Regions from separate parts of the Pan troglodytes genome. Here region 2 is linked to region 1. The links are chromatin contacts, called in public HiChIP or PLAC-seq maps. All regions are on one chromosome and are shown on one strand. Each heading gives the region's core, a stretch centred on a gene start, on an enhancer-like site or on the middle of the called end of the contact. The rest is flanking DNA. Distances are from core to core; before and after follow the strand shown.

Region 1 (2,824 bases), core at 116-2,615:
TTTTTGTTTGTTTGTTTTTGTTTTTGTTTTTGAGACGGAGTCTTTCTCTGTCGCCAGGCTGGAGTGCAGTGGCGCCATGTCGGCTCACTGCAAGCTCCACCTCCCAGGTTCACGCCATTCTCCTGTCTCAGCCTCCCTAGTAGCTGGGATTGCAGGCGCCCGCCACCACGCCCGGCTAATTGTTGTATTTTTAGTAGAGACGGGATTTCGCCATGTTGTCCAGGCTGGTCTGGAACTCCTGACCTCAGGTGATCCGCCCGCCTCGGCCTCCCAAAGTGCTGGGATTACAGGCGTGAGCCACCGCGCCCGGCCCAGGATTTTATTATTTGACAGGCTCCAGGACAGGGCACCACCTCCTCCTTGGCAGACTTTCCCAAACTGACCACCAAAAACCCCTGACGGCTCCTGCCCTCTCCTCCCACTCTCCCCGATCCCCTGACTGCCTCTACTGTCCCCCAACACATCCCTCGAGCCCGACTCCCTTTACTGTCCCCCCAAACTGACCTCAAGCCCCTGACCGCCTCTACTGCCCCCCTTAAAGTGCCCCTGAGCCCCTGACTGCTTCTGCTGTCCCCTCGAGCTGCCCCCAAACTCCCGACTGCAGCTACTGTCCCCCTAAACTGCCTTTGAGCCCCTGATCACCTGTCCCCCAAAACTGCCCCTTCAAACCCATGACCGCCTCTACGGCCCCCTCAAACTCTCCCCGAGTTCCTGACCGCTGCTATTGGCCCCCTAATCTGCCCTTGAGCCTGACTCCCTTCCACTGAACCCCCAAACTGCCGCCGAGCCCCTGACCGTGTCTGTTCCCGCAAACTGCCCCTTCCCTCCTCCACTGTCCCAAAACTGCCCTTGAGTCCCTGACCGCCTCTACTGTCCCCGCAAACTGCCCCTGTGCCCCTTAAACCTCTACTGTCCACTTAAATTGCCTCAAGCCCCTGACCACCTCTGCTGTCCCCACAAGCTCTCCCCAAACTCCTGACCTCTACTGTCCCCAGAAACTACCCCTCGAGCCCCTGACCGCTTTTGCTGTCACCCCAGACTGCCCCCAGCCCTACCCCTCGGCCGCTGTGACCACGTCCCCGGGGCCCAGGCGCTCGTCGTGCGCCGCCCCGCGCGTCCCTCAGCTTTCTCCGGCTGCGAACTCGGGCGGAAGCCGGTTCCTGCCGCCCCACCTCGCCCTGGGCCCGGGCTCGGCTCCCGCCCAGCACTCACCATGTCCCGCCCGCTCCTGGGCTCTCCAGGGTTAGCGCCCCGCGGTCCAGCGACCGGCGCAGGTGAGCACGACAGGACACCTGAGCCGCTCGGGGTAGGCGGGGAAGCGCGCAAGGCAGAGGGGAACTCGGCTTACCGTCCTCGGAGTCTGATTGGACAGATCTCGGGAAGTGGAGACTCTGATTGGACAGTGCTGTCAACTCCGCACCCCTGATTGGACAATTCTCCAGCCCGTCCCCCTAGCGCCCTTGATTGGGCAGGGCTCTACTTCGGATTAACGTCTCTGATTGGACAGTTCCCTGGGCCCCGCCCCTGCCTATCCTGATTGGATAATTCTCTCCTCAGTGACGGGCTCGTCGAGAACACGCGTGGCTGACCCTCCAGCCGGGCACCCGCGGATCTGGGAGAACTCACTCCAGTCCAGGGAGGGCGCGGCGTCCTCCTCCCTGACTGCACGGCAACTCCAGACTCAGTTTCCCCTCGGAGCGGCCCCTCGTGCGGGGAGGAGAGGAAGGGCACGGAGTCCCATGGGGCGGAGTCCTGCGTGGGGGCGGGACCCGCGTGCGTGACGTCACCGTGCTGTCCCGCGTGGGCGCGGACGCCTGGGGTCCAGAGACCTGGAGATCTGGAGACCAGGCGACGAGGCCCCAGGAGGCCGGACCCCACGAGGCCGGACCCCACCAGGCGCTCCCTGTGTTCTTTAAAACTCTCGGCCGGGCGCGGTGGTTCACGCGGGTAATCCCAGCACCGTGAGAGGCAGAGACCGGCGGATCACCAGAGGTCAGGAGTTCAAGTCCAGCCTGACCAAAATGGCGAAAACCACTTCTCTCCTAAAAATACAAAAATTAGCCGGGCACGGTGGCGGGCGCCTGTAATCCCAGCTACTCCGGAGGCTGAGGCAGGAGAATCGCTTGAACCCAGGAGGTGGAGATTGCAGTGAGCCAAGATCAGGACACTGCACTCCAGCCTGGGCAGCAAGAGCGAAACTGAGTCTCAAAAAAAAAAAAAAGCAGCCCTCCCACAAACAGAACCACGGAAGGTCATGAAGAGAGAGGTCTCACATTTATATGCTTAATAACGAAAAAGACTCTACAAAAACCACAGGCTTAAACAAAAAATACTTTTACAGGGACACTCAGATTGGTGTGACCCTAGTTACTGATCTTTGTAGACAAGGATAATTATTTCTGAAAAATGATGTAATCCTCATTTAAAAATTTTTTTTTCCTTTATAAACCTTTGTCCCAGTCTGGGCAACATGGCAAAACCCCATATATACAAAAAATACAAAAATTAGCTGGGAATATAGGAGTGTGCGCCTATGGTCCCAACGACTTGGTAGGCTGAAGCAGGAGGATCGCTCGAGCCCGTGGGGATCGAGGCTGCAGTGAGCTGTGATCTCACCATTGTACTCCAGCCTGGGCAACAGAGACCCCCGTCTCAAAAAAATGAAAACCAAAAACAACCTTTGTCTTCCTTTACCTCCCTGAATAAGCACATAGTTTGCTATGCCGCGCATATTCCCACTGCAATGAACTGTTACCACCGTTTTTAGACAGCCTGTTATTTAGGTCAACACAGTAAAAACATGAATTATGACAATTATGTTTGT
Region 2 (3,033 bases), core at 302-2,801, 240 kb after region 1:
TTATACTGGGCACAGCTTTCCCTCGTTCTTCACTCATCTGCTCTGGCTCATCTTTTGAGTTTCAGCTTAAGTGTCACCTCCTCCAGGAAGCCTCCTCTGATTTCCTCTCCTCCCTAGACCTCCTCTGGGCTTCTCCCAGCTGCCTGTGTGTCCTCTATCCCAGCTCCCATCGCCCCTGGTCACACAATCCACCTCCTCCTTTGGACTTCGAGCTCCGTGTCGGTGGATATTGTGGCTTTGCCGGGGTCCCGGCTGTGTCCCCAGCACCCACCACACGGCCTGGCACACAGTAGGTGCTCAGTGACCCAGCAGCACGCTCAGAAACTCCCTTTCTAGCCGGGCGCGGTAGCTCACGCCTGTAATTTACAGCTACTCAGGAGGCTGAGACACAGGAATTGCTTGAACCCAGGAGGTGGAGGTTGCGGTGAGCTGAGATCAAGCCACTGCACTCCAGCCTAGGTGACAGAGACTACATCTCAAAAACAAACAAACAAACAGAATTCTCACATGCTGCTGGCAGGGAGAGTGCTTGATTCTTTATCATTATATCTGAGGAAACTGAGACTCTGAGAGGTGAAGCGACTTGCCCAAAGCCACACAGCTGGGAAATGGAGGAGTTGGGATTTGAGCCCAGGCTCTTAATCAGCACCAGTGCCACTTCTCACTTGGGACAGAAAGGAAGCCCTGACTCCTTAGGCAGCCGTACGGAGCCTGGGATGATAACGTGCTGAGAGCCAGGGCTACTGTCTGCTGCACCCTGGGGCTCAGTCTCCCCATCTGTACAAAGGGACATTCCTTAGGTACCTCTAGCCGTGAGACACTGGGTTTTAACTTTAAATTTCTGATGAACAACAAATACTTTTTTGGTATAAGTATGCCCCAAATATGAATAAAGATAAATATAAATACCTGCCACCGACCCCTGCACAAACTGCAGGCTCCAGACTACAAGTCCCACAACCCACTGCGGCCTCCCTTAGGAACTGACTATCATGACTTTCTATTTTTCATTCATTCATTCAAAAATGGTATAGGCCACCCGCCGTGCGCCAGGTCTTGTGCTAGATGCCGGGGATACATCATATGCACAAAACAGACAAAAGTTTTTGCCTTCGTGGAGTTTGACATCTACATCCTTGGGAGTTTTAAGTGATTTTTGTTTTTCTCAGCAATTTCTGCCAGGACGACTACAGTTCCCGTGACCCTTTGTGTGTTTGACGGGACTACAACTCCCAGAAGACCTAGCGCGCCAACCAGGCACTTTCTTTTCTCTTTATCCCCAACTTCCTTCGAGGTCGCAAGGTCACGTCCTGTCCCCACCTTTCGCCCCTCACCCCAGCTCCCCCAACGCCAAAGACAAGGTTAAGAAAGTGATATCGCGAAATAGTTTTTTAAAGCATTTTATTGCATTTTATGACTTGGAGTTTATGTGAAACCTCAACGCTATTAGCCGAACAGCCTGCCGCACCTTCCGGGAGTTCCAGAGTGGGCCTACAACTCCCACAGGGCTCCGCGAGCGCCGGAGGGACTACAATTCCCGACAGGCAGCGCGGCCGGCGGGGCGGTTCGCGGCGGGGCGGTTCGCGGCGGTGCCCACAGGACCTCAGGGCGAGTGCGGGCTGCCCCGCGCGGCGCCCGCAGGACCCCGGCGGCTACCCATGCCGAGGTGAGTCCGCGGGAGCCGCCGCCGCCGCCGTCCCGTCCCAGCTGCCGCCCCGCGCGGCCCCGCCGCCGGCCAGGATGCTGGAGGAAGCGGGCGAGGTGCTGGAGAACATGCTGAAGGCGTCTTGTCTGCCTCTCGGCTTCATCGTCTTCCTGCCCGCTGTGCTGCTGCTGGTGGCGCCGCCGCTGCCCGCCGCCGACGCCGCGCACGAGTTCACCGTGTACCGCATGCAGCAGTACGACCTGCAGGGCCAGCCCTACGGTGCGTGTCCCCGCCCACCCTCGGGGCTCCCCGGGCTCCCCGGCCACGCCACTCCGGCCCGGCCAGCCCCAGGCCGATCCCTAGCTCCGGCCTGGGCTGCCCGACCCATGCTCAGGCCCCAGGCGAGGCAGAGCCCTGCCGCCCTGGACCCCCGGGCGCCCTGGAATCCCGGCTCTTCTTGCCTAGCGCCCAGGGACCCCCCGCGCTCGCTCCCACAGCCCCCGGCCCCTGCCTAGGTCTCCCTGCCCCGGAACCCATGGCCGGGCCAATCGTCCCGCGCCCCTGGAGCCCTAAGTCCCCTCTCTCCTGTCCCCAGCTGGGCCGGCGTCTGCCTGCCTTGCCGAGTTTCTCCCTCCTGGGCCCCCTCCGCCCCTTAGGCTTCCTGGTCCTGGCTCACTTGAGCAGACGCTCCCGTCCTGACCTCCAGCTCCCAGGGTCCTGTTCTGGAGACCATCTGGTTGGTCTCTGGATCCACTGGGTCACGACCGTGTTCCCAGGCCTCTCGCCTTTAGCTGACTGCGTTTGGAGTTAAAGGTCCCTGCACTGATTTCTGCCAGGCTGAGCCACCCGACGCGGTGGTCCAGCATTCCCCACCCCCTCCCACGGCCCTGGGTGCCAAGTGCATTTTGTCCAGTGCCCAAATTCAACTCCCCTGAATTTTCTCGCTCTAGTCACCGGCCCCCACGTCTAGGGCCCATTTGTCCCCAGACCCCTGACGCTCTCTGGTCCCAGTTCGTGAGTCATGTTTCAGAATCTGCTAGCCCAGCTTCCCTGGTCTCCTCCCACATCCCCAGTTCAGTCCACTCGCCTGGGGTTCCCTTTGACCCCTTTTCTGTCCCGCCTTTGATGCATACCCACGCCCTCAGCTCAGCCTCCTCACACCCACTTCCCAGAACCCCACTTGTTCCATCTTTACAGGATTTCCTCTTCCCTTTCCAAATTCGCACCCCCTTGGCCTTGCATTCTGCAAGTCTCCCACTCAACAGCCTCGCCCCCTCCCGTCGTGGCCCTGACCCCAGTGTCTAGACCATTCCACATCCCCTTGTCTTTGCCTGGCTATAGCTGTCCCTGACATTCCAGAACCTTCTGGTCCCTGGTTTTTCTTCTTT

Evidence for each region. HiChIP or PLAC-seq counts read pairs in DNA pulled down with a chosen protein or histone mark.
Region 2: a contact with region 1 is called in an H3K4me3 HiChIP or PLAC-seq map of stem cell-derived excitatory neurons, with 5 times the contacts expected there. The contact joins the promoter of NCLN here to the promoter of ZNF77 in region 1. A contact is called at or near these places in 1 of 7 Hi-C or Micro-C datasets (stem cell-derived neural progenitor cells) and 1 of 1 datasets of contacts at active chromatin or transcription factors (stem cell-derived excitatory neurons).

Annotation. Positions count from the first base shown.
Region 1 is chr20:5,288,214-5,291,037 of NHGRI_mPanTro3-v2.0_pri, forward strand. ZNF77 (zinc finger protein 77) reads right to left here and starts at 1,366. Exons shown (of 4, transcript XM_016937024.4): 1 at 1,213-1,366. The coding sequence starts at 1,215.
Region 2 is chr20:5,529,447-5,532,479 of NHGRI_mPanTro3-v2.0_pri, forward strand. It overlaps NCLN (nicalin), which reads left to right and starts at 1,552. Exons shown (of 15, transcript XM_524050.9): 1 at 1,552-1,924. The coding sequence starts at 1,741.